4 separate regions of the Mus musculus genome follow, and all the other regions are linked to region 1. The links are chromatin contacts, called in public HiChIP or PLAC-seq and promoter capture Hi-C maps. All regions are on one chromosome and are shown on one strand. Each heading gives the region's core, a stretch centred on a gene start, on an enhancer-like site or on the middle of the called end of the contact. The rest is flanking DNA. Distances are from core to core; before and after follow the strand shown. Region 1 holds the start of 2210039B01Rik (RIKEN cDNA 2210039B01 gene). Region 2 has its middle 10 kb from the start of Gm40441. Region 3 has its middle 34 kb from the start of Gm51264. Region 4 has its middle 13 kb from the start of Ppm1a.

Region 1 (7,821 bases), core at 926-3,425:
TGCGCGCCCCGCGCCGTGGCGCTCCAGGTCATGGCGGGGATCTCAGCCGGGGCCTGCGGCCGCCGACTCTCAACCCAGGATCAGCGGCGAGCCTCCCGCCTCCGCTCGCCTGCTCAGCTCGACGGCTGCTCCCCGGCCCCGCCCCCAGCCCGCCCGCCCGCGCAGGTGCGCCAGCCCCGCCCCCCACGCAGGTGAGGCCGATTGCGGGGCGCGCTGCCTCTGCCCCGGGACTGCTCAGTTCCGCCACCGCCCAGGTGACCTGGGACTGGCTCCGCCCCTGCATGGCGCCCTTCCCAGGTGAGCAGGGCGAGGCTCCTCACCACACCAGGCTCTGGCCCTTCGATCCTCCCTGTCTGACTCCTCCTCCTCTCTATTCCTCCTTCTCTCCCTCCTCCCACTTCTCCTCCCCTCCTCCTCCCAGCTCTCCCGCTCCTCCGTGGGCAAGTGATGGGCTCAGAGTGGGTCATCTCTTTGGTCAGGTTCCTGTCTCCTTCCACAGGGCCCGAGCAACTTTCCCCAGATCACAAGCCTGACTTAAACAAGAAAGTTCCACCCCAGAGCTTGCTCCAGGGTGGGGTTCTGTTGGCTTGATTATTTATTACCTCGTTAAGGCTGTTAATCCTCGTTATTTAAGGAAAAGGGTGAGTCTTAAGTAGGGTTTCACTTAGTTTTCAAGCACAAAATACAGTGCCCTGGGAGTTACATTGTGGTAGCTGTATCAATTTCAACGTGGAGTTCTTATTCTCCCCTTTTTATGTAAGGGGGGGATTAGTTCCTAGCCAAATGCTCCAGTCTGGTTTAATAACTACAAAAGGTGAAAAGTTCTGTAAAAATAAAATGATTTATTAAGAATCAATGACTGGGAGAGTTTGCAGCCTTTGAATGTCTTCTCTAGCTGGTGGGAGGAACCACCAATGAGAAAAAAAAATGCTGTGGCCTGAATGTGATGTTCTTTTCAGATCTTCTTGATTAGAGAAAGGCCCGACCCAAGGCCCTGGAGGGCCTCGCTGATATCCACAGCCAAGGACATTTGCGTGTTTGGTCCTAGTTGAACTAGAAGGATGTATAGGCTGTATGAAAACTCCAACCAGCCTGGGCCTTGGGGCTGGTTTGTTTGTTGTTTTTGTTTGTCTCGGGGTTGGTTAGAATACACAAGGGCACAGGGGGCTATGCATGGAATCTTCCTTAGGTACAGAAGTACACTCCTGCAGCTCATACAGTGTGAATAGCTTAAGTGCTTTCTCTGTTATTCGTGCATACCCGTTTATCCAAATCCAAAGAGACTTGGAAAACTAAGAGCTGTTGGAAATATTTTTAATGTTGTCTTCCAAGTCTTCAGCCCTGTGCCGAACAATGTAGAAGAAATGGCAATTAGGCCAAACTGGAATCTTAGTAGTCTAATAAGGCACTCTCCGGCTGTTATTTGTTTGTTTGTTTGTACTAGAGTTATCTGAGAAGAAGGAACCACATGGAGAAGATGTGGGCAAGCCGGAGGGGTGTTGTTCTGTTTGATGATTGATGTGGGCGGGGCCCCCGGTGGGCGGAGCCCCCACTGGGCGGGGAGGTCATGGAGAAGGGATGAGGGCATGCTGAGCAAGCCAGTGTTCCTCCATGACTTCTGCTTCAGTTCCCGCCTCCGGGTTCCTTCCCTGAGTTCTTTGATGATGGACTGCGGTGTGGAAGTGTAGTCTGAAATAAGCCCTTCCTTCTCAAGTTGCTTTCTGTCCTGGTATTTTATCACAGGAATAGAAACCTGAGGCAGGCACGTAGTACATAGGAATAAGAACAGAATAGCCAGTAGCTGGCATGTGGTCACATCACATGTGGATGAGAGTGACGTTAGGTTGATTTTGTTCCATTGACTGACTATGGCTTGGAAGTGCTAACTTAGAGAATGCTACAGCTGTCCTCACTTCTACCTTTATTCCTCTACCCCACAAAAGCGAATCCCAAAGGGTCAAAAAGTTTCCCTAACACTTTTAATCTTTTAATAAAAGAATAGACAGATCTCTTTACCCTTCTGGAGACTTCCACCCACCCCATGTCATTGATTCACCCTTCTGTGTGATCCTGGCTGCAGGAAGGAGTCCAGTTCTCACGACTTTATCTAATGGATCTTAAGTCTACAGTCACACGGCCACCACACCCTGCAAGCTCACACGGGGAACTCAGAGCTTTCCCGGATGGTGTAAAGGCAGCAGCACACTCGTTCACGGATAGGGAAGCCAGAGCAGAAAGAGGTGGAGGTTTCAGAGCATAAAACGGTCAGTAGGATTAAACACAACAGAAAGGTCAAGCCGGATGTGTTAGGTCTCCAGCCCAGGACAAGGCAGACAGGTGCCCATTTAACATAGCAACACAGACCTGGCCACCAGGTTCTCCCCGCAGTTCTGCAGTCCCTACCTGGTCCAGGGCCCTCCTGGCTGCTGTATCCCACTCCTTATCCTGAACTCTCCATCTAGGGGGTTGGGTTGCTCTCTCCTATATAATCCAACCATTTGGGTTACCCACTCTCTTTGAACCTTTGGTCCTCCTGGCTGCTGTACCTGGTTCCCCTCTCTCCTCTCTCCTCCCCCTCTCCTCACAAGGCACAGCTCAGTCTGGTTATGGCCACTCTGGCCTTTCCCAGAGATTGCTGCCCCTGCCTGTGCTCTCCCATATAACTATAATAAACCTCCTTCACTGTACCCAGGACCTGTCACGTTTCCTTGTCTTTTACTTTTTATTTCTTTTACTTGTTTATTTTGTGCCGAAACCACAGGAATGGTATAAATGAGCTCGCTTCTGGGGAACGTGGCCGTTCCGGACTGAGCTGCGGAGCTGACTCTCTTAAGGTACGTAATGATCATTTGTTTCTGATGGCTTCGGCCACCCACAAGATTTGAGTCCAAATTCTGGAGTCTGGCTCTCCAGCTGTTGCTTTCTCCCCCTGCTTTCTAACTGTTCCTGTCTCCCTGGGCTCTGCCTTTTATGCCTTCCACGTGGGCGCTGGTTCCTGCAGCCTGCTCTGCCTCTAGCCTATACACCCCTGTAACTGCCTCCCTTTTCTCCTGCTCGCCCCTCCTGCTGTATTGTTTGGGTCTCTATCAGGAGCTGCAGCTCTGCCTACAGCAGCCTGGGACTCTTTTCCTTTCTTTCTCCCAATTGGCGCTCCAGAAGTATCTCTCTGTCTCCTGCAGCCTCCTGCTACCCCCCCCCCCCCTTAGGGCAACCCACCATGTGGACAGCCTTGAGGGTCTCTACTAAAGACACTTGCTGCCACCCCTCCATGTCCCATGCCTTCCCCCAGGAACTACAGCCCACCTGCAGTCCCACGGTGCAGTCCCTCAGCTCCTGCCAGCTTGTTTCCCTCTCACCTCCCTCTTGGAGTTCATAAGAACTTGCCCTCCCTCCGTCCCTTGATCATGGGGTTCTGTTTTGCTGCCCTCTCTCTTCCTGCTTGGGCTCAGATTTTTTTTTACTACAGCTTCACCTCAGTACAGATCAATGGCCCCAGTCAGCAAGCACACTTGCTCTGCAAATTCTCCCAGATTATAGCCACTTCTGCCACCATACAGGCAAATGATCCCAATATCTCTTATCTCTATGGTTCCATAATATTCCATTCTTAAATCGTTCATCTCTATGATTTCTTTGCATTGTGTTTTCAAAAACAAAGCAAAACAAACAAACCATAAAACCCCTGACCTCCTAAGGCTCTGCTGTAAATTCTTATCTCAAGATTTGTAAACTCACTGGGTTTGGTTAAAGAATCTGTAACAGAATTTGGCTTAAAACTTTATAACAAAAGGTTTATAGTTAAAACCTATACATAGGAATTTTAATTTGCTGCAGCATCCTATATTTGTGATTCAACCCTTGTTTATGTAAATATATGTTTTTAAATAGCAACCATGTGGCTCTCCTCCATCTTGGCAAATAACCTCAACAAGAGGTAAGTAACCACATGGCTTCAGCCATCTTTACTAAGGTTGAAGGAAGGTTGTACATGGCATGTGACGCCACCATCTTAAGATGGCCGCATGGCATAAAGCAACAGTTCTAACATGACTCAGTCCTCCTGGACCCTTAGTTTATCCTTGTATCTTCTTTTGGACTAAGGGGGCTGTTGAGGTACACTCTGTGCAGATGTGTCTCTGTATATTCAAGTGTTAATTCTGTACCAGCAGAGAGCTAATGACCCATTGCCAGGCTCATGTTTTATAAATAGTTGTTCCTTCTTCACCTGCCTAAGGCCATCTAGAGTTGTATCTGATTGGCTTTAAAAAAGAGCTGACAGCCAATAGCTGGGCAGGAAGTAGACACTGGGAGAAAAGGCGAGGTTGGGAGATTCAGCCAGATGACCTGGAGGTGAACAGGCAGACCAGAGAGGAGCAGAGAGGTAGACCTGGCCAGGTGCTGGGACGGAGTACCAGGAGCCAGGATTAGACTACCCTCCTGCTCGGCAAAAGGCCTATGCTTTAAAATATTAATAAGCCTCTGTGTTGTTATTTATATCGCTGGCGGGTCTGTCTGAGATAGTCTCACTATATATAGGAAGCAACAACTAGTCTCCAAAATATTTGTATTGATTTGTATAGATTTTTGTATACCCTTCTCCTTCTCTACTGGGTCAGTATCACCCCGAGCTGCCTGCGTTTTTTGCTGTTACTACAGAAGCCACACCAATGTACCAGGAAGCCCCTCTCAACCCCACTGGGCTCCATTCACAGGGACAAGAGACACTTTTCTTCTTTCTTTTCTTTTCTTTTCTTTCTTTCTTTCTTTCTTTCTTTCTTTCTTTCTTTCTTTCTTTCTTTCTTTTTTTTTTTTGAACATTTTTCTCTGACACGTTTCCCTTTACGTTAGGAGACACCCGGATGACAATTCGTGTTACCACAACACCTTACCTATCTCAGCTCCTCAAATCTCTCGGCTCTGGTCTGCTATTTCCTGTCCCAGCTCTCGAATTCGGAAAACCTGGGGACTGATGTATACCTGTGTCCCTCGGAACCGGCTGCATGACAGCGTTCTGGTCTCGGGCCTTTCTGTTGCGGCCGCCAGCAGCTCGCAACATGAACGGTTCGACTGAGAAGGCCACTCGAGCTGTAAGAGAGGAATCTAGACGGGGCGAAAGAAGAAACGGAGCTAAGACAAATTCATTCTGATCAAAGCTCAAATTTTATTGTTGCGACACTAGTTATAAAGGAAGGGGGAGGGAACCCGACTCCCGCCGAATAATCTCTGGTCCAGTAGAAAGGTGCACGTGTGTGGCTCCGCAGGTTCTAGCAGTGGGCGTGGCAGAACGAATGAGCAGGAAGCTCCACCCCTGAGCAAGCAGGTTTCAGGCTGGGGGAGGGGAGACTACACCTTTCCTCATTATTATACATGTTATCATCATGTACTAAGTACTAAAGGGTGCTTGGATCATGTGAACTCCTTAGTAACAGCCACATGAAGAAATGCATTCATTCTGCATCCTTTGTTGTTACCCTTAACACTCAAAGGGAAAGAAAAAGAAACTTCACGTTTAAGTACTTCTAAAATTACCTCACTCTGTCTTTCTATTTTCTAGGTTTTAACCAAGTTAAATATTAGTTTTAATTGGTTATAATCAGGATTAAAAATACATTCTTACTCTACTTGCCAGATCACTGCCTTTTATAATGAAAGGAATGAAATAAATATTTTTTTTAATGTTACCTTGTTTTTTGTCGTCTTCTTCTTTCTCATTTTCTTCCTTTCTTTCTTCTTTCTCTCTAACAACCTGTTTCCCACCTTCCTTTTTCCCCAGCACTGGGGATCAGCTGAGGGCTTTGCACCCATGGCGCAGGGTGACTGCTGAGGTTTATCTCAGGCTTCCTTGTCATTCCCTAGCAATTCCTTAACGCATAGGCCTGCCATCATTAATTGCTCTCCTATTGTTGAACATATGGAGTTTTACTTTTTCAGCATTCCAAGGTATGTGGTAGTGAATGTTTTTGCATGTAACTTTCTTTTATATTATTTTCTAAAGATAAAATATCTAAATATCTAAAGTAAGAAATGAGCTTAAATTTCAAACTCTGTTGTTGTTGCTGCTGCTGCTTTAAAACAGGGTTTCTCTGGGTAGCCTTGACTGTCCCAAAACTCACTCTGTAGATCAGGCTAGCTTTGAATTTACAGAGATCCGCCTGCCTCTGCCTCTCTCTCACGTGCTGGAATTATAGGCGGTGCTACCACCACCTGGGAAAATCCAAATTCTTAAATATCTGTGCAAGAATCCTCTTCCAAACTGTCACACGGTGCATTTTGTTACTTCAGCAAAAGTTGGTCTAAAAACCCTATTTTTAGCCACGGAATATATTTAGTCCTGTTAGTAAGCTGTCGAATACTGGAAGAGCCATATGATATGGGGGAAGGGCGCTGGCCCGGCATTAAGAAAGTCCAGATTTTACCTAAGGTGAGGGAATGCCTGTGTGACTGTGGCCAAGCTTAATTCTCGTCTACCTTTATAACTGCTTACCGGTATGACTGTGTTTACTAAAATGATGGGGGCTGGAGAGATAGCTTAGCAGGTGAGAGCACCGGCTGCTCTTCCAGGGGTCCTGGGTCCATCCTCAGCAACCTCATGGCGGTTCTCAGCTGTCTGTAACTCCAGTTCCTGGGGACCTGACACCCTTATACAGGCATGCATGCAGTCAGAACACCAAAGCACACCGAACAAAAATAAATAAACCGTTTTAAAATGATAGTTAATATCTCTTTCTGCGTAACATTGCTGTTCCTCGTCATCGGTACTGGTTTTGTGTCAACTGTATGTAAAACGAAAGTCAAATGAAAAGTGCAAGCTTAAGTCATTGGAGAGGAGGGAACGTCAATTAAGAAAATGCCTCCATAAGGCCTGGCTGTCGGTAAGCCTTCAGGGCATTCTCATAATTAACATGGGAGTGCTCAGCTCTCTGTGGGTGGTGCTATACCTGGCTGGTGGTCCTGGGTCTTTTTATAAGAAAGCAGGTTCAGCAAGCCATGGGAAGCAAGCCGGAAAGCAGCGCCCTCCATGGCCTCTGCATCAGCTCCTGCCTCCAGGTGCCTGCCCTCACTGCCTTTGATGATGGACCGGTTACATGGAACTGTGAGCAAAATAAACCCTTTCCTCCCCACACTGCATTTGGCCATGGTGTGTTATCACAGCAATAGTAACCCCAGCTAAGACAACACCTTAAAAGGCCTTCATTACCACCACCCACTGAATGAAAAAGCTACCATTTATTGAGGGTCTCCTGCACATCATCAACTTCAGAACACAAACCAATGAGGCGGGTTCAGTCATCATTCCCAACGAAGGGATGCAGAGCCAGGACTTTACCTAAGGGAGTCCCAGAGAGAGTCCAAGTTCTCAAAGTGGTAAGCAAGAGAGGGTTCAAAGGTCAACTTATTTCTAGAGTCCTGTATTTCAGCTGCTACCCTATAGTACCTTGGCACATTTTTTTCCTAAAAGAACACAAAAGACTCCAAATTTGAACTAGTTTGTAGTATTGTTGGTAATTTTTTGTGCCTCAGAGATAATAGAATCAGTCATTCCATTGTACTTATTATGCGAGGAACCCCAGAATGTTTGAGCTGCTCTTAATTTTTGTTTTTGCAAGGCCTTTGTTTTAAAGCCAACCTTTGCATATCTATTTCTCTTGCTAAAGTAAAAATAACTTCACTTGTCTGGCTGGACTAAGGTCTTGCCTGTATTTTATGTAATTCATGACTATTTATGTTATAGTAATGGAGTCTGGGTTTTTAATTGGTGTTCCCTTATATAGGTTTATACTGCTTAAGGTTGCTGCCTATTGCTCTGCCCACAGGGCAGCT
Region 2 (7,111 bases), core at 1,978-4,477, 690 kb before region 1:
TATCACGCTCGGCCCTCTTGCCATTATTTTCTATACAGTATAACAACTACTTAGACATTGTATTAGTTATTATAAGGAAGCTAGGGGATTCCAAAGCATACATTAGGATGTATGAGTAATATGAAACTCCTATGCCATTTATGAGGTACTTGAGTATCCAAGGTTTTTGGTATCTGTGAGAGAGAGACATACAACCTCCCACTAGGAAACTGAGGAACAAAGTTTCCACTGTGACATCTCTTTCTTTTCATTTTTCTTCTTTCTTTCTTTCTTCCTCCCTCCCTCCTCCCCCCCTCTCTCTTTCTCTTTCTTTTTTTCTTTCTTTCCTTTTTTCCTTCTTTCCCTTTCCATTTCTTTTTCTTTCTTTCTTTTTTTTTTTTTTTTGGGGGGGGGTTTTTTCGAGACAGGGTTTCTCTATATAGCTCTGGCTGTCCTGGAACTTATTTTGTAGACCAGGCTGGCCTCGAACTCAGAAATCCACCTGCCTCTGCCTCCCAAGTGCTGGGATTAAAGGTGTGAGCCACCACCACCTGGCCTCTTTCTGTCTCCTCCTCCTCCTCCTCCTCCTCCTCCTCCTCCTCCTCCTCCTCCTCCTCCTCCTCCTCCTCCTCCTCCTCCTTCTTCTCTCTTTTTTGAGATAAGATCTTGTTCTGTAGCGCAGGCTAGCCTGGAACTTCAGGGTGCTCTCAAATGCTGTGACTACCAACTTCATTGGCATTTTTAGGTATTAGCATAAACTTAGTTTAAAACTTATGTAGGGTTAAGTTTACTTTGAGTTTTGTAAACACAGGAGGGAGACTATGTTTGGAAAGAGAAATCATCCCAAAGACACATCATTAAGGGGAAGGGTTTTTCTCTTCTTTCTTTTTTTTCCGCTTTCTTTTCTTTTTGAAAATTGCTAATTGATTTTGGTAACACATTCATCGTAGAAGAAAAAGTGGGTATTTGGGGAGGGGGGCTAGTGGCCTGAAATTATACTTTCTTGTATTGAAAAAGGTTAATTAGGAATTGAGCTCAAAGTTAATTTTTTGAAGGTCAGCTGCTATGCTATTGGGTCCTGTGACCCTGTCTCAAGTAATCACAGTGCCAACATGCAAGTTACGGCTTTTCTTTCGCTTGATGACATAATCTCTTTAATTGGTGTCGGAAAGCCTGCCCGTGAAAGAACCGTGCAAAACACCTAGAGACTATAATTTTACTTTCCCCATTCACAGGGTAAAAGAAACAAGCCTTAAGAATGTACTAGAGACTCATTATGGCCCCTCGGTTGTCAACACAAAGTCCTCATGTTTCAACCAAGAGTTTTAGGAATGGCCAATTCTGCTTCCTTCTAACTTTGCCTGGTGAACTATTAACCTCTTTGGAAAGCCTGCTGAATGCTTCATGTCAGAGAGTCTCAGGGAGAAAGCTAAGAGGATAGTTAATGTGGCTTAAGTGACTGAACATCAACGTGAGAAGATAATGTTTGTAAAATTATTGTGTCTTCTCTGAAAGAGACTCTTCACGTGAGACCCTCTGCTCCCTGCTTTTCCACGGTGTCTTATGCGACTCATTCATAATCTTCTGTGTGTCATCTCCCGATCAGGGATTTTATTGTTTTAATTTTAATTTTAATTTTTTTTCTTTTTTTGTGGTTGTTGCTGTTGTTAAAGCATAGTATGATACCAATCATATATTTAAAATGGTAGCTCACGATAGGGAATTGGCATCTCTTCATTTCCCAAGGCTTTTTTTAAAGGAAGAGAAGATAAAAGTTACCAAGTTATCTGCTAATGCCATTGCAAGCTCAATTGTTCCACAGTAAGGTCTGTCAGTATTTCCACACTCCCTTTAAGGCTTAAATACTTCTCCAGACTCCAACTCACACAGTCTGAGGCCGCTGTCTGCCACTTGAAGCACTATGGCTTTCTCTTTTAAGAATGCTGTGGCGTTCTCTCAGCTAAGGGTTTCCCTCTCTCCGAGACAGTCACTAACCACATTTTCTTTAGGTAAGGGGCTGGCTGGCTTATTGTCTTCCTTTTTGCAGAAATATGGAGCAAACACTTCTCCCATCAGACTGCACGTGACGCTAGGCCAGCAGTTCTCAACAAGTGGATTGTGACCCCCAGATACCCTGCATATCATATATTTATTTACATTATGATTCATAACAGTGGCAACATTTCAGTTATGAAACAGCAATGAAAATAATGTTAAGGCTGGAGGTCACTATAACTTGAGAAATGGTATTAAAGGGTCTCAGCATGAAGAAGGTTGAGAACCGATGCTCTGGGTGGCTGTTCTCCCAGTCCCCACAGCAGTTTCTATACAAACACTCCACTCCTGTTTGTCTTTGAAGGACCATCTATGTTCCATGCTTGCATCCTTGGCCTCTAGAATGGAGACTGGCAGCAGAGGAGTGTTGAATGCAGGTGCCCTCAGAGTGCTCACTTGTTTATGAAAGTCGCTTTGCCCGAAAAAAATCCTTGAAATAGGAAATATGACTGTCTCCCAATTAAGCATAATTTCCACGTTATTTCAGAATTGATAGGTCTATTGGTATGGCTACAACCAGGCTGCTGTTCTTCTGTGCCAGCCTCACAAAGAGCCCGCCCAACCCCATCCTTTTGATGGGAAATCACCCGTTAGCTTCGCGGCTTCCAGACAGAGACTATTTTTACTTTCTCGTGGTTCTTGCTTCTTCTCAGCCAGGTGAAAATTTTAACGGGTGTTTAAAAGCCACGCGTTTTAAATGCCGGCTGAGTTTTGTCCAGCAATGTACAGTCTCCCCACAGAGGACACAATCAAGAAATCCAATTTCCCATCCAGTTCCGTCCAGTTGTTGTGCAAATCAATGAGCATGCAAAGCCAGCAAACTCGACAGCACCGCTGAATAGAAGTTTTCCTGTTTACCTTCTTAGCACTTGTTTAAGTTCTAAGGAGAGAGACCTGGCCATTTTGTTACAGAATGGGCGTTTTCAATGCAAAGGGGGGAGGGAAAAAATCACAGTTTTGAGTTTTTACAATGTTTGCCCCTTTTCCCAGCAGGGATATGTTTTGAGTGCTCGGAGACAAAAAGTGTGGCCTCAACAAGCAGAATTTTAAAAAAGAACATCATTTTCATTATGTAGTCAATCTCAATTACAAGCAAATGTTTTCTCTGTGGAGACTCTTCTCCTTTCAGGGCATTATGTGAGCCTCTTTTGTGGATTGAGAGAAAGGATCAGTGGTCAATAGCGAGCAGAGTGCGGTGTTCACTGGAGTTTTGTATCCCTCCGTCTCCTACATAATGCGTTTTGTCAGGAGAACAGCCCGCCACCCTGAGCAGATTTGCCGAATTAAAGAGCGCAGCGGGGAAAGGAAACTTGTTGCTAGGTGACTGACCGCCTCTGCTTGGCGGGTCTGGGCCGAAGGTGACTCTGCTTTTCTTCCACTACTTAATCTTGCCTTTTAATCTGCATCTACAATTAACTCTGTTAATGCCACACACCCATTTGTTTCTGCACTTCAGGCAACCGATTTATCATTATTTAGTCTTTACGCTCAAATAACAAAACTATTTTCCCTCCATTAGGGTCACACGAGGCGCAACATTCTGCGGTGCAACAGGGAGATGAAGTCGGCCCAGTCGCTATTGCCTCACTTCCTGTGAGGGTTTCAGGGGTTCTTTTGCTAATCTGAACAACAACAACAACAAAAAACCAGATCCTGAGAAAATACGCTTGCTTTTCATTAACTCTGCTGTTTGCAAGTGCTGAAGTAATTGAAGTGTTCTTGGTGACTTTAAATTCCTCTTAGTGGCATATATCAACATTAAAAAAATGCTCCCCCCCCTCCTTAGAGGCTCATATAATTGTTCAGCCTAAAACAAATGCATCCCTTACAATATCTGTGCGAGGCATATCCTCTGTGATCGTCTTTAGCTGAACTTGGATGCAGATGAGTAGAGAGCATGCAAAAAAAACCGATTCAAGTCGCATCCAGGGCAGCTCGGTCTTAGCGAATACTCTTTCAGAGGGAGAGCTAAAGTGGCTTCGGGTCTGGGCTCACTTCTGACACTACTCCTGACTAAATGGCTCCATACCTGGCTATCTGACCTTCCTGGACATTGTGTGTGCTAAGGCATAATTTAAGAACCTTATTAACCGTTCTATATCTATACAGTCAATTATGTGATTAAAAGACGTCATCTGGAGGCAAACTCACATTGGATGCATTCAAATCTCACCCATACCACTTATGGATTGCTTGACCCGAGGTAATTTAATCTCCCTTTGGTCTCTTCATCATTAAAACAGAGATAATGGTATCTGTCTTGTTGTGGTTTTTGTGCCTCATGTAAGATTAAATGACCTAACATATGCAGAGCAGTTACAATTAGTCTTTATCAGTTGTTCTATTGACAGCACAATGAAGTCATCACTGCTGCGAGCTAAAGCCAACCTGTGTGCCCTCAGGGGTTTGTAAATATGTAGCCTCTTGTAGGGACTTTAGTTTTGCAGATTCTATCTGGTAACTTTGCCAAAGACAGGGTAAGGACACTTTCCCCCTCCCCCAAGAGTGTATATTTTGTACGCTCTGTAGGGTTATATTAAAGTTTTGTTTTAAAAAGTGCTCAATCTCATCCTTTCAAATGAAGGCAAGGCAGCGCTATGGGCTTTTATGCTAGGCACATTTGGAGAGCATTAGGCTATAATTAAACTAACTGGGGCTAGTCGGAGGTTGCGATGGCTGTACTTCAGCAGTGCATAAAAGCTTCGTGCGCACAGAGAATTAGGAAGCCAGAATAAGGGCCATTAGGATGTCATTTACTACATTCTCATTTGATCAATTTATACTCTTTAATGTGATGGCCTGGTTTGCATCCTTTCTGCAGGTGTTAATTCTTTGCCTTTGACTCTTGAATGCACTGTCTGTGAATGTGCAGTAAGTCTGCTCCTGTGTGGTGATGGAGGTGAGATCACACCGGTGTGGAGGTAACGCCTCATTCGTTGTCACTGTCACACACAATGGGGCAGGTGGAAAGCATCTTCATGCTGGTCTGAGCCGAAGCTAAAGCTGTGTTAGGCATGATGGCCTGAACCTACACTGCATGGGGATTGACTTTGATTTTACATCAGGATATTGCTTTAGTATTGATCGGCAACGAGAGTAAATACAGCATCTATCAGTGCTTGAAGCAAATGGTTCAACTGGGGACTCGTGCGTGATCCCGCTTGCTTTAAAGGTATTCCCGGGTAATGAAGAATTCTCATTTCTAAGTGAGGCAATAGACACCCAGTGGTTCTTGGTGCCTGAAGTAAGCGAGTCCAAGGCAGAATGAGTGGAACGCAGATGTGCCTCCCTCAGGATGTGCTCCCTGATGCCCAGTGCTCCCTCCGAGACTCCCAGTAGCCATGAACTACAATGACCAGGCCACTTCTTCCCATGGGAGGTGGCTAAGGAATTCTATTACCTTTGGACATCTGCAACAGAGTCTCTAAATATCAATAACAAAAATACTCAGAAGGTCAGTCAGCTTGTGAGGCCCTGTACCATGTTTCTTGGTTCCCAGATAAAGATCTCATGAGACTCAAGTTTCATGAGCTCAGGGGTCTACTAGTAGGCCCAGTTAGCCTGGCGTCTCTAAGTGTTTATTCTATGCTATTGGATAGTCACTTGATGAATGAATTCATTATGTAATGTGTTTAAAAGAAGAGGCTGTCCATCTTAGTTTCCTAACATTCATTCATTTCCATTTATTCTTTCACAAACTTACACACACACACACACACACACACACACACACACACACACACACACACACATTTCTGCCACATTCCACCGGTTATTTTGTGTTATCTGTCTCCGACATTCATGTCTTGTGTGTATGTGTTTGTATGGATATACATGTTCCACTGCATTTAGTTAGGGTTGCTTGTATAGGCATGGATGAAGGGTTATTTACTTAGGCAAATTCAATTTGTCAATTGCTATATGACTGAGGAATGCTGGGATATTGGTGGGCTCTAACTTGTGTAGGTCTTGTTTTAGGTAATCATAGCTTCTGTAAGTTTGGGAGTGATTGCAGGTCATGTTCAGAAGGGAGAATTTCTCAGCACTCCTCTCTACCCTCCTCCCCCTCCCCCTCCCCCTCCGCCTCCCCACCCGTTGGCTCTTACATGGTCTGCCTCCTGTTCTGCTAAGTTCCGTGAGTCTTGGAGGGAGTGATGTATAGATTGTCCCATTTTCAGTAGTTTGCAAAAAGTGATCAGAAGTTAATCTCAAATTTGAAGAACACTAGAACCTTGGTTTTAATTTTCTCCTATTTTATCAGTTCTAGTGTTTAGTGAGTTCCTAGCTTCCCTGGGGACTGCAGAACCATGGGCATTGGCTTATCAGCATGGAGAAACAAGAGGGGAGCACTGCCGCCTTCTCAGGTGGATTTCTCCGTACCTGCAATGGGATGAACAATAATAAGGTAGGGCACACTAGAGCCTGGCATCTCACTTCTTGAGGAAAAGTAACTAAAAAGTTTTTCTTTCTTTCTTTCTTTCTTTCTTTCTTTCTTTCTTTCTTTCTTTCTTTCTTTCTTTCTTTCTTTCTTTCTTTCTTTCTTTCTTTCTGAGACAGGGTTTTTCTGGGTAGCCCTGGCTGCCCTGAAACTTGATCAGTAGACAAGGCTGGCTTGGAACTCAGAGATCGCCTGCCTTCAAGTGGTACGGTAAAAGGCATGTGCCCATGAATCCCACCCAGCTCCAACATTTTAAACACGCACACGCACATGTACACACACACACGCAATCTTATTCTCTAATGTTTAAGAAGGTATAATAATTAAAATAAAAACCCCAAAATTTTACATTTAATCTTGACGGTTCAGCAATTATATATCTTTTCTTATATAGTCTAACATATCTTTTAAAGGAAATGTAATAAGCAGTTATATTTATGTTCTAAAAAACTCTTAAATTACTTTTTTTCCTAATATAACTTGAGAAATTAGCGTCAAGTAACACTCATTAATAAACACTGATAATTAATAAACACTGATAATTGGTGGTTGATTGTCTTTCACAGCAGAAAGTATAATTTTCATTTATTTATAAAAAACCCTACCTTTTAGTTAATAAGTTCTACTAATTGGCATAAG
Region 3 (7,710 bases), core at 3,839-6,338, 540 kb before region 1:
GGAAAGAAAGGTTAAATTGCACCACAGTTAGAATGAAGGACTCAGCCAATCCACCAGGGCATACTGGCACTTCAAAACCAATCATGTAGAAGCCAGAAGACCATCCTGTGCCTTCACAGGGACCTGACTCATATTTGCTGTTTGAGAAAGAGTGAGTGTACCACAGTAGGGCCACATTGTGGCCACCTCTCTGCAATTTTCTTGTGTCCTCCCACCCATTTGTTCACAATCCCAGAAGCACTGTATGATGGTTACCTAGGGAATTAGTTAAGCACACCTCTGGGAATGCTGACTTCTCCAGAGACAATTAGACACCAAAGACATTGGCTTCATGAGGGATTTGATCTACTGGGGATTCAAGTTTTGAAGCGGGAACTGGGAGGTGGTAGAGCAACAGAAGGCAGGGCCTTGTTGGAAGAGGTAGGCTGCTGAGGTGGACTATAAAGGTCTTGGGTCTGGGCCCTTTCTGTCTCTCCGCTCCACTTCCTGTCCACCTCTATTTCCTCCTCTACTTGCTCCTTTCTTCTGCTGTAATGTTCTACCTCTCTGTGCTGGCTAGTCTTACACCAACTTGACACAAGCTAGAGTTAGCTAAAAGGAGGGACCTCAACTGAGAAAATGCCTCCATAAGCTCTGGCTGCAAGGCATTTTCTTAATTCATGATTGATAAGGTCCCATGATAGGCAGTGCCACCCTTGGGGTGTTGGTCCTGATTCTATAAGAAAGCAGGCTGAGCAAATGAGAAGGAGCAAGCCAGTGAGCAGCACACCTCCTTGGTCTCTGCATCAGCTCCTCCCTCCAGGATCCTACCCTGTTTGAGTTCCTGCTCTGGCTTTCCTCAGAGATGCATGGAAATGTAAGCTGAAATAAGTCCATTCCTTCAAAAGTCGCTTTGGTCATGGCGCTTCATCACAGCAATAGCAACTGTAATTAGGACACCCACCATGGGCCCGGGATCAACGGAGCCAAAGGCCAGAGGCTAACAGAAACCAGAAGCAAAATACACGAAATACACGTTCTGCCTGTTTGTTGCTCTCTCAAGTATTTCAGTCATTGTTAAGCAAAAGTACTAACACATGCTGCCCCCGAGTTACAGAAGATTCCTGTTGCGTCCTACCAATTGGTCTCATAATTTTATGGTTCTGACAAAACCCAGCTCTGACCACAGGTCATTAGACAATCCAAAACTACAAGGGCTAGGAACTCGAAAGCAGCTGTTTTGTGAACGGTCTAGCATTCTCTGCTACAATGAGCATGGCCTTGAGCCAGAACCCTGTGGACATTTGTTGTGATTTCCCTATGAGAGTTTGCCGTATATTCTTTGTGACATCTTTTCTATCACCAGCACTTCCAGTTTTCATGTCATGTACCCCAAACAACAGGGCTGCTTTTCCCAGTCTGGACCTGCTGCAGATCCTTCCCTGAAAGAGTCCCAAATAAGCCTAGAAAAGCTCCCATGCCATTCAGCAAACAGGTCAAAACCTGACTTCTACCCATAGGCGATCTGCCCCTAAGAGCAGATTGACCTAGCGAGTGTATTGTTTCCTTTTTAGCATCAGGAAGATTTAAATTCTATTATTTATCCTTCGTTTTGGGGAGAATGCACTAGCACACTCCTGATTTCTGGGCATTTCTCTGAAACAATAGACCCTCGGACGTTTGGGAAGATTATCTCCTGTCTGCTGAAAGGCAGGTGTCTTAAAGTCCTTAAGGACTTGTCCCTTATTGCTCATTCAGTATGCTTAACACATCTTTGGTAAAGTGTGCAGATATGAAGAATTCTGAGTGAGAGAGAGAGAGTGACAGAGAGAGAGAGAGAGAGAGGAAACAACTTCTGGAAACAAGGGGAGAGTTGGCTTTAATAGAAGGGAAATGGTCATGTCTGCAGGGGCTGGAGATCTCAGGGGAATCCAATGATGTCCTGCCTCCAGTACATTAATTCAGATACAGATACCTCCATCCCCAGTCACAGGAAAGGCCCAGTCTGGGTCTAACCTGCACACCACAACCACATTGACTACCAGATCCATACTACCCTTCCATTTAAGTCTGCGCTCTGATAGCCATTTTTGCCCTCTGGCTGCAGAGATAAGAAACCCATTGCAGGCTCCCAAGGAAGCCCCAGGGTGAATGATTAATCAGGAGCAGATTTTCACTGCCCTGTCCCCACTGCATCAGTAGCCTCCAGCCAAAGCCATCCAAGTTGCCATCATTGTTATGTTTCCTAATTGCCTCAAGTTTACCAAACGCCTGTGAGACAGTCCCTGACAACACATTCCCTTCCTCAGGGCCCTGTGACAGTTTACCCTCTATTGAAAATCACTTCTGAGTCTGTAGGAGCTGCCAGGATCCCATCTATCAGAAATCCCCTTTGTACTGCCAATTGGCAAGTGGGACACCCAACTCCAAAATCCCATTTTAGATTCTGCTTGCTAGGATCACTCCTGGTAGACCCTCAGCTCTCCTAGAACATCCTTTCCCTGAGACTTGTGTTCAATTCTCTGGTCGGGGGAACCTCAGGAAGACACCCTAAAGGGAATCGAAGAAAAGAAGACCTCTGACATCTCAAATCACCTTGCAGAGCTTGGAAGTTGGGCTCTCCTTTCAGAGTTGTCTCAAAGCGAAGCAAGAGGGCCAGGCATTTTTACCCTCTGAACCACGTGTTGTTCAGGGCATGAGACCTTAAAAGCTCACACTCCCAGCAGTCACAGAAAAGAGCATTCTGATCATGAAGAGAGCAGAGAAGAGAAGCAAACCAACTGGACCCGAACATTTAGAGGGAAGAGGGAACAGACACTATTATCACAGGAGGATAAGAGCTTTAAGAACAGATCAACCAAAGGTAATGTGTTGGTTTGGCTTTGATCCCAGCCCATACAAGCCAACTATAAGAAAAGAATCTGAGATAATTAGAAAAGTCTGTGCAGACTTTGTGTTGGCCTGTATTACAGACTTATCATTACCTTTGCTGCAGGTCATAATGGCCAAGCAGCTATGTAGAGAGAACCTTTGTCCACTTGCAGTGCATACTGAAGTGCAGAGGAAATGTCTTGACATGTTTCAGGGAAATACTGGAGGAAAAGATGTTTAAAGATTGATTTAGGGGCTAGAGATATGGCCAAGAGCATGTACCAGGAAGCTCGCAGCTGTCTGTAACTCAGGTTTCAGGACCTCCAGTGCCTTTGGACTCCTAGGGCAATTGCACTCATGTCCACACACCTACACACACACACACACACACACACACACACACACACACACACATTAGGGTGGGGTGGAGTTAAGAACATAATAACATTTCTTATGGAGGAAAAATAAGAATTAGCCAGATGGACTCTGTTGGGTATCCCAACACCATAATCAGGAACCAACCAAACCTTCTTCTCTCTGTCTGGCTGTATCAGGGTATTGACTGTGGGCCACACCAGTGTCATAGTTCTTCACGGCTAGTTTGATCTGGTACTCCTTGGCCTTGACATTCACAATGAACACAGCGTGCTGTTGTCCGTCTTCAGTCTTCTCCAGGGCGGACTCGGCGGTCAGGGGTGTATGGTGTGATAGCTTGGTGCCCCAGTTTGTTTCTCCTGGGTGCACTCTTTTGGGGATATTTGGGCGGCTTCCTCGGGGTCCTTGGCCGCCCCGCCTGAAAGTGGGTTATGTGCAGATCTTCTTTGTTGTGGTGATGGACTTCCAGCACCGCTTTCTTAGCTTTCAAGGCTTTTGGCTTTGGCTTTGGCTTTGGCTTTGGCTTTGGCTTTGGCTTTGGCTTTGGGAGGGGCAGAAGTTTCCTTCTTTGCTTTCGCTTTCAGCTCCATCTTGGCAAAAAGGCAAAATAAGTCTTTTTAGAAAAGATTACATGTTGATAATTATTGACGTTGAGTGACAAGCAATGAACATTTATTCTGACATTATCCTTATGTTTTCTTGAAATTTCCATACAGAAATAACCAGGTATGGTGGTTTACACCTATAACCTACACACCTGAGAGGCTGAGGCAGTAGGATTCTAAGTTCAAGGGTAGCCTGGATATATACTGAGACCTTGCCTCAAAAAGAAAAAAAAAAATTAAAACGTACTGTTGTCCAGACATGGTGGTACAGGCCTTTAATTCCAAGAACTTGGAGGCAAAAGCAGGTGGATCTCTGTAAGTCTGAGGCCAGCCTGGTCTATGTAGTGAGTACAGGATAGCCAAGGCTCTGTAGGGAGACCCCTCATCAATAATAATAATGATGATGACATATAGTTACTAATTATGGCATATTACTAACTATTCCTTATATATATCACAAAACCCATTGCTGCAGTCAAACCCCAGGTTCCTTTCTGTGGTGTTTCCAAAGATAGATAACTATATCTCAATTTAAAACACTAGATATTAATTTCAAAAAGACACAACTTTTAAAACTGCAGCTGGAACACTTAGAAACTGTTTAAAGGTAGAGATCTTTTTCATACGGGCTCAATAAATTATACTCAGAGCCTAGGACATGACTTAGCTCCGGGTAAGTGATGAATAAAAGTCTGTGGAAATTAAAATGACAGAAATATTCCCTGGGCTCCCCTTATGTCACCGTCCACCACTCCCTTAGTTTTTTCCTAGGCTTTAGATTGTCTGGATTCCACTTAGACTCTGTCCCCTGTGGGCCAGGGTCAAGAGTTCCCCTGTCTTGGCTTTTGGCCTTGTGTGAGCACTGGCTCTTCATCTGTAGCTATTATTCTTATTGCTATTATCAACAATGGCATCCTCCTCCTAACCCAATCGCCACACACACCTCCAAGTGGGTGTTCTGCAGCAGAGAAGAACCTTGTATGTAAACCGTGCTGGAGAGAAAGCAGGAAGTTGAAAAGGGGAAAGCTTAGCTTCAACACTACGAGGCAGAGACTGGAAGGGAGGGAAAGAAGGGATTGGGCAGATCCAAAAACCCCCGAGGACTCGTGGGAAACAGTGTCAGACTCCCAGCCAGGAACTGAAGTGTGTGTCTGCAAAATATGGATAGCCGAGCAACTGACCACTTGAACCTCCCAACATCCTTTCTCCAGGGCTCTTAAGAGCTGCCCTCCCACACCTCGCCCCCTCCCTTTCCCCTGCAAAGTCCAAGATCAGCAATCAGTGTTGACATCAACGTGCAAAGGGCTTACAGCCCCCAGGTAAAACAAAAGACGCCCGCAAAAAGGAAAATGAGAAAAAGAACCCAAGGAAAGATCATGATGGAAAAATAAACATGTGCAAAACAAACATCCACAGAGAGGAGAAGGAGGAAAACCAAAGAGACAAGATCAGCCAGAAAAAACAAGAACAAAAACAACAAGAAAAGCCAAGAACGGGGGAGGGGGAGCTGACTAAAATAAAACACAGGCGTAATCCTTCATATAAAACAGTAGAGAGAGAAGGGATGGGGCAGAACGAGCACCCTGCACAGGCCTGAGCACTTCTGCATGCACCATCTCAGTTAATCTCCATACCAACACCCCAACGTGGATACAGCTATGCTTTCCACAGTGAACACTGAGGCTTACCAAGTTATGTTACAGGTCTACACAGTTTTAAAGGGTTGGTGGCACACACCTGCAATCTCAGTACTCAGGAGGCTGAGGTAGGAGGATCGTGAGTTCAAGACCAGCCTAGACTACATGGTGAGCCCCTCAAAAACAAGGGGAAAAAGTGGTAGGATAGAGTCTAAACAGAACCCTGCTGCTTTCAAACTTGATGTCTCCTGCAGCCTACCCTGGATTTGAAAAATAGGATAAATATGACTTTGAATTTTAGTTGATTATATTCTCTAATATTAACAACCATATACTCAGTGATTTCTTAATTTTACAGTGTGTTGCTGAGGTCAAACCCAGGGCCTCATGCATGCTATGTACCTATTCTTCCACTGAGCCACACACTCAATCCTTGAATAATTTCTTGAAATTAATCCTCAATGTTTTTATTTATTATTGTTTTTAAATTTCTTACCATTTTTTATTAGTATTTTATGTGTGGGGGTGTTTTACCTACATGCTACATGTATGTCTATATGCCACTCGGTGTGCCTGGGGCTCACGGAGGCCAGAAGAGTGTGTCAGACTCCCTGGACCTGGGGTTACAGGTGGTTATTAATTACCCTGTGGGTGCTGAGAATCAAACCCCAGTCCTATGCAAGAGCAGCCAGAATTCTTTACCATTGAGCCACCTTTGCAGTTCCTGCTTTAATTTCCTTAAAACCAAATCTTTATTAATTATTAATAATATTAATAAATGAATATTAAACGACAGAAATGTCTCTAAAGTGTGTTGCCAATGGCTGTGCATAGCTGGTGTGTGTTGAGGGCCCTGGATGGCATATCTCTTATATCTGAATTAAATCATAGACTCCCAAGTGGGCAGGAACCTCACATTAAATGTTTATCTTATACAAAATAATACATCGTCTTAGAGCCCAAAGCTACTGTCAGATGAGTTGAACAACTGAACCAATACCAGGCCTGATTGCCTGGTGACTTAGGGTTATAAAATACTCCTTTTCTTGTGTTAGGAATGCAGTTCAATGGTAAAGTGCTTGCTTACCAAGTTCAAGGCCCTGGGTTGGATCCTAGGCATCAAAAGAGAAAGAAAGAGGGGGTGGGAGAGAGAAAGCAGGGTGCTATAGCCAAGTTCCAGAGCTAAGCTTTTTCAGCAAGGGAGGTGCCAATACTCGGGAACAATCAGAAAGAGTCTCGACCTCTCAGCCACCCCTGGGTGCCTTTGCTGCCTCTCCTAGGTCTTTTCTCTAGTAATGGTTGAGGTTTCCCACTTCCTGTATGCCACACTTAACTGTACCGCCTGCATGAGAAGGGGAGAGAGAATGTGCAGGCCAGGTGGCCACAAGCCTTGTCTTCCAATTCTTCAGCTGGTGGCTGTTCAGCTACAGAGGTCCTTCCCCTTCAACATGACTTTACAGGCCCTTCATGTTTACTGGCTGGGCTCCGAATGCAATGTTGATTTTCCTGGTTCATAAAGCCAAGCAGAGCTTCTGCTTGCCAGACAGGTGTATTTGTTTTTGAATGATAAGGACACTCACTCACTCTGTTTAGGCTAATAATAAGCACTTCAGAAATCCTTATAAGTCTGGAAGCGGAAAGAACAACCTTCAGTTGTGGAGTCTGTTAATGGAGTCCTTGTCCTCTGAGAATGCAGGGTCTTGGTCCAAAGCTGGGTGCTTGCTGGCTGACCCTGCTGGCAAGCAAACCCCATGTAATATTGTCTTTGAAAGCCCTCTTCCATCAAAAGAATCCTCAAATTGTGTTTAATGAGTAGTTCTACAGTGAAGAGAAAACAAATAATAAACAGGAGGATGGTGGCCCCAAAGACACCAGAAGAGTCCGCAGCAAGAGGGAGGCACCCGCTCCCTTCAGCCTCATGGCCTAGACGGAGAGTGGACTTTGATGAGACTTGAAACAGTAGCCAGGGAAAGCAAGTGTGGCAAAGGACAGTTGAAAAAGCTGCAGAACTCTTGTTCCTGAACCCACCTAAAGACCCGATATTTCAAAAGAGGAAGCTTGTAATGGGACATGTGCTCAAGTCACTTTTCTAACCCTCTGCATTGGTTATCAGAGCTATGGCGGATGATATCCAGAGTCCAATCGCAACAGCACTGTGAGCCCGGAAGGCAGCCTCCCACCAGGCAGGGATGCTGGACTCAAGTTCAGTGACCTTATACCTCAGTCCCAGTTCTGCCCTTAAT
Region 4 (7,636 bases), core at 511-3,010, 800 kb before region 1:
GAAAGAGGCCAGGGAAGTTAACTGGGGAAGGAGACAGAGGACAGGTGGGGGCGGGGAGAGAAAGTCGGGGGAGGAGAAAAAGAGGTTTAGAGACCAAAATGTCTGGATTATATAGGAAAGAGTCTGTGGGGCAGAAGGGGAGCCCACCTCCTGGGTTGGGAAGGTCAGGGTGGAAGATTGGATAAACCAAGTACAGGCTGAGGGAAGCTGAGGAGGCCCAGAGGTCAGGTCTGCTTCAGTAAGTAAGATATGTGCTTCATTCAGCCCTCATCTCAGTCTGAAACCCAACAACCAACCAGGCATGCGTGGCGGCACAGCTCTGTAATGCTAGCACTTGGAAGGGGGAGCAAGAGGTTCAAGGGTCAAGCTCAGCTACAGAGTGATTTGAGGTCATAAACAAACATACAATATGGCATATGCAGGAAAAGTGGAAACCGTTATGTTAAAAACTGAATAAGCCAGACTGAAAAAGACAAGCGCCACATACTTTCTCTCATATGTGGAGGTTCTATATATAAATGTACGTATTATATATATATGTGTCTGCATTTATGTCTCTAGACTCTGGAGCTAGAAAAGGGATCATGAGAATGGGAGAAAGATGTTAAGGAAGGTGATGTGTGGGGTAATGAAGGACAGGGAAGAAGGAAGCTGGGCTGGGCTGTCTTGGGCTTGGAAAGGTGGCACCTGGGGCATGGGGAATAAAGGAGACCAAAGCATAAAGATGCAAAACCTCTGAAGGCTTGAGATGTTGTTCATTACGTTTAACAACAGAGACAGCGTGAGAGACAGGTACCTCTTAAAAGCAAGGTAGAAACAAAGAGCAACCTTGATGTTGCATAAAATAATACTCAAACGAAGGGAAAGAGGCTCGGCATGGCAACTCCTCTTGTAAAAAGTATGCACCAGAGCCTAAGCCAGGCTTGGGAGAACAAGGGGGCCAAAATGCCTTCCTTCTTTTATCCCTAAAGGAGATGGTATCTGAGTCTCCCTCCATTGAAGGAAGCGCCACTTCACGATCTGAGGTGATTGGCTAACGTAGCAAAAGGGAAGGGGAAGGAAATACAAGCCCTTGCCAGGCTTGCTACCTTTGATAAGGAAAACGGTTTCTCACCGTGAGCTTTATATTTCTATATAGCTGAGCTATAACAGGGCCCCTGTGAAAGGTCAAGTGTGAGTTCCTGTTTTAAGAGCTAATCTTTAGCGAAGTCATTACAAATGGAAATGTCTTATAAAAGTGAGAAAATCCTGTTTTGTAAGTCAATAGTGTGCTGGCCCGGGAAATTCTTTAGCAGATCCCAGCAGGTCCCGATGACTCAGGAAATCTCATAATCACATTTTTTTGGCCCAGTTTTTCTCAGGGAATACAGATGGTATCAGGGTCCCCCTTTCCGCTAGGCTTTATTTTCATGGGCTGTGTAAATGTTTTCCTCTGATGAAGAGTTCTGTGGATTACTAGAGTGGAAAGAGTGGATCGGAAAGGAGGAAGTGGCAAGATCAGTGGACAAATGAGAATCTCACTTGAGAAAACTCAAGATTTCCCCAGAGTTACCTTTAGTTACGTTAGGTTAGTTATCGTAACCTTTAGTTACGATACAGCCTCCAAAAGTTTGAATTAATGGCCTATGGTTATTTTGATCGTTTCCAAACACTAATTTTTGTAAATTGCAATTGTGTCATCTTTGTTAGGGACCAGCGGCCGAGGCGTCTATTAACATATCAAAGCAGCGACTGCTGGCTTCCGGGCTGCGGCACCTTCCTGAGCATCTCATCCTACTCCCTACCTTTCACTCCCAGGGGCGGTGCTTCCGCTTCTCGTCCTCCAGCCTGACACTGTATAAATTCAGCCATTTTGGTTGCCCTGCCCTCTTGGCTTCTCGGCCTGAACCACCTCTCTGGGTCAGCAGCCCTTCTCGCTCTCCCTCTACCTCCTCTCCTCTCTAAGGGTCTGGTTTAGTGGGCCAGCCATGTTTTCGCCTGGATCTTCCCTCTGCCTGCTTCCTCCTTTATATCTGCGATAAAAATCTTTATACTTCATACCTCCTGCTATTTCTGGAAGTTTTAAAATTCCAGTTAGTCTGCCCATTTTGGATCTTTGATTCTGTTACCTAGGACTTCTAATTTGGTGCAGGGAGGGGGGAAGAAAACTTGCTTGAGTTTTAAAATTTTCTTCATTTTTTTTTTTTTTTTTTAAGACTTGGAAATTGAGTTACTGTAACTACACAATGTAAAACCGGCTGGGTACCACCTCTTCCCCACTGTACCTCAAGTGTATCCTGTACATTTATGGAACCTGAGGGATTGTTCCCTTTTGTATATCTTCCTGACTAACCCAATTCAAGGAGGAAATACATTGTCTTAAAGCCATCGCACATCTTGGATAGACCTCCTGACATCTCTAACCAGTTAGACTGAAGTATCTCTTATCTTTGGTGTCTTTATGATCAGGCATTCAGAATCGATAATCTTTATCTACATCAAACAGGAGAAGAGAAAGGAAAAATGAAGGACTAAATATCAGGTATAGTGGGAGGGAAAAGCCAAATGCTATTGAAATGCTATTATCTGAAAACAAATGAAAGGGGTTTCAAACAGCTAGCTCAGAATAAACAAATGAGGTGAGACTTTTCTTTAAGAAATCCACATGTGGGCTGGAGAGAGGGCTCAGCGGTTATGAGCACGGACTGCTCTTCCAAAGGTCCTGAGTTCAAATCCCAGCAACCACATGGTGGCTCACAACCATCTGTAATGGGATCAATGCCCTCTTATGGAGTGACTGAAGATAGCTACAGTGTACTCACATATAATAAATAAAGAAGTCTTTAAAAGAGGGGAAAAAAAAGGATTAGCTTTAAAAAAAGAAAGAAAAGAAATCCACACACATTTCTTACTTTCTGAGCACCTCTTAACTCTCATGCTTAAGTCTGTATTAAAATATTGGTATTAAGCCCCAGCTCTTACTAAAAGGAATGAATGAACCAGTGGGCCATCAGTTGAGACAACAGGGGGGTCTGGGTCCTATAAAGAAGTCACTGATATTCACTTGAAAAGACAGTGTGTATGGCTGGACAGACAAGGCTTGCATTGGTACCTGGCACCAGTATGAGTAACTCTTCTAATGGGATGGGCTGTCCTCAGGGCCCACATTGGCACCACAGGTGATTCAAAACATGGTGATTCAGAGGTACTTTATTCAGAGCCAAATGGCTTAGGAAGCATTGCCCGAATTAATGTGCTCCAATGCAGAAGCAGTTGCTTGAACTTGCAAAAGAAAGAAACAAAAGAAAGACATGAATCAGGGGGACCTGAGAGATGGCTTGGTCAGCAATGCTTGCTGTGCAGGCAAGAGGACCTCAGTTCATATCCCCTGCACCTCCATAAAAAGACGAGTGAGGATTGCCAGGTGTGGTGCCCATGACTTAGTGCCAGCACTCAAGACGCAGATCTCTGAGTCCAGACCAACCTGCTCTATATATTGAGTTTCTAGGCCAACCTGGTCTACATATGGAGTTCCAAGCCAGCCAGGGATACATAGTGAGACCCTAAAAGGCTAGGTTAGTTTTCGTTTGTTTTAAAGGATGTGGCAATATGTTCCTGTAACTCTCCAAAGCCAGTGAGACAGACAGAAGAATCCCTGGGGCTCATTGCTAGTCAGCCTAGGTAAGCCCCATTCAATAAGAGCTCCTGTCTCAAAACAGTAAGGAGGAGAGCAACTGAAGAAGAGACCCAGTTTTTGACCTCTGGCTGCTACATACACAAAGGCACCCATGTATGTATATCAACATAAATAAGGAAAGACAAAAAGGAAGGAAGAGATGAAGGAAAAGAGAAAGACATTTACCAAATAACTCAATGAGGACATTGGAAAGGTGGGTTACAAGGATGGAGAGAAGGCTCAATGACTAAGAACACTTGCTACTCCTCCAGAGGACCCGAGTTCGATTCTTAGCACCTACATGGCAGCTCACAATTAACTTTAACTCCAGTTCCAGGAATCTTTTTGTTTTGTTTTGTTTATTTGTTTTATTTGTTTGTTTGTTTTTGGAGACAGGGTTTCTCTGTATAGCCCGTATAGCCCTGGCTATCCTGGAACTCACTTTGTAGACCAGGCTGGCCTCGAACTCAGAAATCCACCTGCCTCTGCCTCCCAAGTGCTGGGATTAAAGGCGTGCACCACCACGCCCGGCCCCTATTCACTTTATTTATTTTTTTTTTTAAAGACTTTTTATTTATGTATGTATATATATATTTATGTATATATGTAAGTACACTGTAGCTGTCTTCAGACACACCAGAAGAGGGAGTCAGATCTTGTTACGGATGGTTGTGAGCCACCATGTGGTTGCTGGGATTTGAACTCTGGACCTTCGGAAGAGCAGTCGGGTGCTCTTACCCACCGAGCCATCTCACCAGCCCCCCTATTCACTTTAAATCTTGATTTACTCTCTTGCTTTACAGAGTTGACAGGTGGCTTCTCGTTGCCATTTATAAAGCAGAAGTAACAACAACACTTACTTTGCATAGTTATTGGCACAATTAAGTAAATGATCCATAAAGATTCTTAAGTTCTGACAGGCAGGAAGTGGTCACGGGTTTGTACTGTCATGGTGTGCATGGTGTTTAGCCTAATTCATCTCAGATGTCAAGGACTGTGACTCACATGACCTCAAACCTTTCATAGAGGACTCGCTTTGTAGTCTTTTACTTGATATGAAATAGACAAAAGGATCTAAGATGTCATGGAACATCATGGCTTTTACTTTTGTTACATGGTGTGTGTGTGTGCATGGGTGCTTGTGTGGGGTGTGAGGGTGCGTGCATAGATCAGAGGACAACTTATGGAAACTGATTTTCTCCCTTCTACCTCATGGATCCCAACCATCAAACTCAGTTCTTCAGACTTGTCAACGGGGACCTTTGCCCGCTGAGCCACCATGCAGGTCACTTAGTGTGGCTTTTAAATACCTTTTCCTAACAGTGCCTTTGAGAAGCTCAGTGAAAGGCAAGAGAAGTTTTACAGCCTGTCTGGGGTGTGCGTTGCATGTATTTCAGTTTCAGGAGGAATGGATCTGTGATGATGGTCTGACCGCCCCCGAACCAGTGTTTATGGGTACATAATCCAGATATGACACATGACTCACCAGGCAGTATAAGTCACTGGGACTCTGTTGAGCCAAACTGAGCCAAAACTTTTCTTTTGGCATTGCATGCCCCAAGGACTCACACTGTTCCCTCTGGCCTTTCTAAGCTCTTGTGATTGACGACACAAAAGAGTGGTGTGTGTGTGTGTGTGTGTGTGTGTGTGTGTGTGTGTGTGTGTGTTGCCTACTTGGACAAAGATCAGTTCTTTTGCTGCCTTCCTGGCTGGTATAGAAGTAGTTTAAAGAAAAGTTCAGATTCCTATACTTTACTAAATATTCAAGAATTTGGAATTGGAAAAAAAAAAAAACAGCAATAGCATTGATGAGGCTAAAGCGTGATTTAAAAAAGGGCATTACAGTATATTTGTGTATCCTTTCCTATTTAATGGTGTTTGACCCATAGGCGCTTAGTCAGTGCTTGATTTAAACAAGAGATCATTCTTCCTAGAGTGAAATACTTATTAGTGACACTACCTGTTGTGTTGGCTGAGCTTAATCCAGGATTCCACAGAACAGCTCTACTGATTCTATTGTGAAATATATCTTGGCTGATTTTAATGACTAACTATAAAAGGTCTAATAATCATAGTTTTTACCCACATGGCGGAGGGCAATGTTTTGTATTGCTTTGCTTTGAAGCAGATGTTCTCTATTGCATCTCTGGCTGGCCTCAAACTCACCCTGTAGTCTATGTTGGCCTTGAACTTGAATCCTCTTGTCTCAGCCTCCTGATGCTGGAATTACAGGCCTGGCTGTAGAGTAAAATTTCATCACTAAATTGGATGAAGGCGACAAGGCACACACACATGACTGTTCTGTCCTGGGCTCCTCAGACTGTTACTGAGGTTTGTGCTTGAGGTTTGTTTTTTGTTTGTTTGTTTGCTTTGACATATTTCAACAACACATGCCAAGGCAACTTGCTTCCCATGGGTTAAAGCTTTTCCTTCCACAGGGTCTTGTGTGAGGACAGCTTCGGTATCATCCTCACTAGAGAGCATGAGATAGAAATTAACCGGCAAATAATTTTCTTCAGCCATCAGGTTTATATTGAGAGCAAATGTAAACGGTCTAAGTAGTGAGATTGTTGCAAGAATAAGCAGCTGAACTCCTCAAGTGTGCCTCTGCCTTCTCTATACTTAACCCGGCATTTCCTAGGAGGTACTCATCCTTGCTACATTTTGCTAGTTTCCTAAGAAAGGTTACTTGATGAGTCATTGGCAGAAGTATCCAAATATAGCTTCCAGAAAATAGAATCCTGAGCCCCGGTAAAACAGAGCTTTGAAAAGGCTACAGCCTCACAGCCAAAGTGCGATCACTTCCTGCAGGAAACTATTTTCTCCTTTTCTTTAATGACAAATAGAATTGACATTAAAAGATTTTTTTTCCTTTGTGCTTTTGCTTTTGTTTTCCTAAAGATCTATTTCCTATGATACAGGAGAGCAAAATAGAAGTTGGATCATGCCATCCCTCAAAAGCAAAAACAAACAACACCCCCCAAAACCAAAAAACAAGAAATCACAAAAACAAAACCACCACCACCACCACCACCACCAACAACAACAACAAAACACCCTAACACCCCTAAAGTGATTCCTATGGGAAACTTTTTATTATTGCCCCTTTGCCCCCATCTATCACCACATACATACTCCTTCCATCAGCGTGCCCCAGACATCCCAGACTGGCATCTATTCCTGGACATGCCAAATTCACTCCCACTCCTGGGCCTTTGACCTTGTTGAGATAGTTCCTCCAGACATCACATGGCTGCTTTCCTCTGTCATTCAGGCCAGCTCAGCTGCCAGCCTCCTCCTCTGACAGACATACTCTGACTATCCATGCCAAGTAACCTGTCCTTTGTTCCTTCATCGACCCTGACTCTGTGTGGGCCTACTTTGCTCTGTTTATAGTGCTATCTATCTCCTTCTGCATTGACCCTGATTATTTTCTCTTGATCTAGGTAATGCTGAAATCTATTTCCCTTTACTGAGTGACCTGGAGTATCTAGGAGTCTAAAGTTTAGACCCAAAACCAAATGGGACCTTTGATACAGATGGCACAAAGGGGAAAACACAAACGTGGGCCAGTAGTGGTGGGGTAAGTGGAGGTCTACAGAACGCTCACTCCATGGGCCTTCACTAAGCTAAAGAGCCTTGCAAAGAGTGATTTGGGTCCTCTACCTGGCAGCTGCAATGGGACTTACAATAGAGGATCTTCGCTTTATCATGCTATCGCTGTTATTTAAAATGTCCCATTCACATGAGCTTAAAATAGCAATTCTACCTCCCAGCTCTCAGATCAGGTACAATGTGGTAGGATCTTATCTGTGACCAGAGGACTAATCTCTGTTCCAGATGAGGACATCGGGCTTGAGAAAGGTTAAACAACTTGTCCACCCCTAGTCACATCAGAGGTGGCCCTTGAACTCAGATCTCTTATGGTGGACAAGATGTAGCCTTTCTGACTCCAATACGTTTAAAAGGCTTTTGAATGGC

What was found. Promoter capture Hi-C pulls out the DNA fragments that hold promoters and counts their contacts. HiChIP or PLAC-seq counts read pairs in DNA pulled down with a chosen protein or histone mark.
Region 2: a promoter capture Hi-C map of second pharyngeal arch cranial neural crest shows a contact between it and region 1. The contact joins the enhancer-like site here to the promoter of 2210039B01Rik in region 1. A contact is called at or near these places in 13 of 39 promoter capture datasets (the 3T3-L1 cell line, 3T3-L1-derived adipocytes, the HPC-7 cell line and 8 more), 1 of 15 datasets of contacts at CTCF or cohesin (the NIH/3T3 cell line), 53 of 484 Hi-C or Micro-C datasets (the 3T3-L1 cell line, 3T3-L1-derived adipocytes, the C2C12 cell line and 30 more), 23 of 115 datasets of contacts at active chromatin or transcription factors (T-cell acute lymphoblastic leukemia, acute myeloid leukemia, bone marrow-derived dendritic cells and 16 more) and 1 of 9 other capture datasets (embryonic stem cells).
Region 3: an H3K27ac HiChIP or PLAC-seq map of heart atrium shows a contact between it and region 1, with 9 times the contacts expected there. The contact joins the enhancer-like site here to the promoter of 2210039B01Rik in region 1. A contact is called at or near these places in 22 of 39 promoter capture datasets (3T3-L1-derived adipocytes, the C10 cell line, the HPC-7 cell line and 13 more), 5 of 15 datasets of contacts at CTCF or cohesin (the NIH/3T3 cell line, embryonic stem cells, hippocampal excitatory neurons and 2 more), 50 of 484 Hi-C or Micro-C datasets (the 3T3-L1 cell line, 3T3-L1-derived adipocytes, the C2C12 cell line and 30 more), 23 of 115 datasets of contacts at active chromatin or transcription factors (the NIH/3T3 cell line, T-cell acute lymphoblastic leukemia, bone marrow-derived macrophages and 13 more) and 3 of 9 other capture datasets (adipose tissue, embryonic stem cells and liver).
Region 4: a contact with region 1 is called in a promoter capture Hi-C map of stem cell-derived epiblast-like cells, with 3 times the contacts expected there. The contact joins the enhancer-like site here to the promoter of 2210039B01Rik in region 1. A contact is called at or near these places in 11 of 39 promoter capture datasets (the 3T3-L1 cell line, the C10 cell line, HPC-7-derived erythroid cells and 8 more), 3 of 115 datasets of contacts at active chromatin or transcription factors (embryonic stem cells and forebrain) and 1 of 9 other capture datasets (liver).

Annotation. Positions count from the first base shown.
Region 1 is chr12:73,546,308-73,554,128 of GRCm38.p6, forward strand. 2210039B01Rik (RIKEN cDNA 2210039B01 gene) reads left to right here and starts at 2,176. Exons shown (of 4, transcript NR_044985.1): 1 at 2,176-2,264; 2 at 2,762-2,834; 3 at 3,889-3,934; 4 at 4,849-5,679. Tmem30b (transmembrane protein 30B) reads right to left here and starts at 88. Exons shown (of 1, transcript NM_178715.3): 1 at 1-88. The coding sequence starts at 32.
Region 2 is chr12:72,851,289-72,858,399 of GRCm38.p6, forward strand. No RefSeq gene overlaps it. Among named protein-coding and RNA genes, the nearest start is that of Gm40441, 10 kb to the left of the region's middle. Within about 2 kb of position 3,228, at least 18 of the 459 cell types and tissues checked have an H3K27ac peak or open chromatin away from gene starts, as enhancers often do. A contact at or near this core is called in craniofacial prominence, embryonic stem cells and second pharyngeal arch cranial neural crest, where this site is marked.
Region 3 is chr12:73,007,658-73,015,367 of GRCm38.p6, forward strand. No RefSeq gene overlaps it. Among named protein-coding and RNA genes, the nearest start is that of Gm51264, 34 kb to the right of the region's middle. Within about 2 kb of position 5,089, at least 11 of the 459 cell types and tissues checked have an H3K27ac peak or open chromatin away from gene starts, as enhancers often do. A contact at or near this core is called in adipose tissue, heart atrium and uterus, where this site is marked.
Region 4 is chr12:72,743,896-72,751,531 of GRCm38.p6, forward strand. No RefSeq gene overlaps it. Among named protein-coding and RNA genes, the nearest start is that of Ppm1a, 13 kb to the right of the region's middle. Within about 2 kb of position 1,761, at least 29 of the 459 cell types and tissues checked have an H3K27ac peak or open chromatin away from gene starts, as enhancers often do. A contact at or near this core is called in embryonic stem cells and stem cell-derived epiblast-like cells, where this site is marked.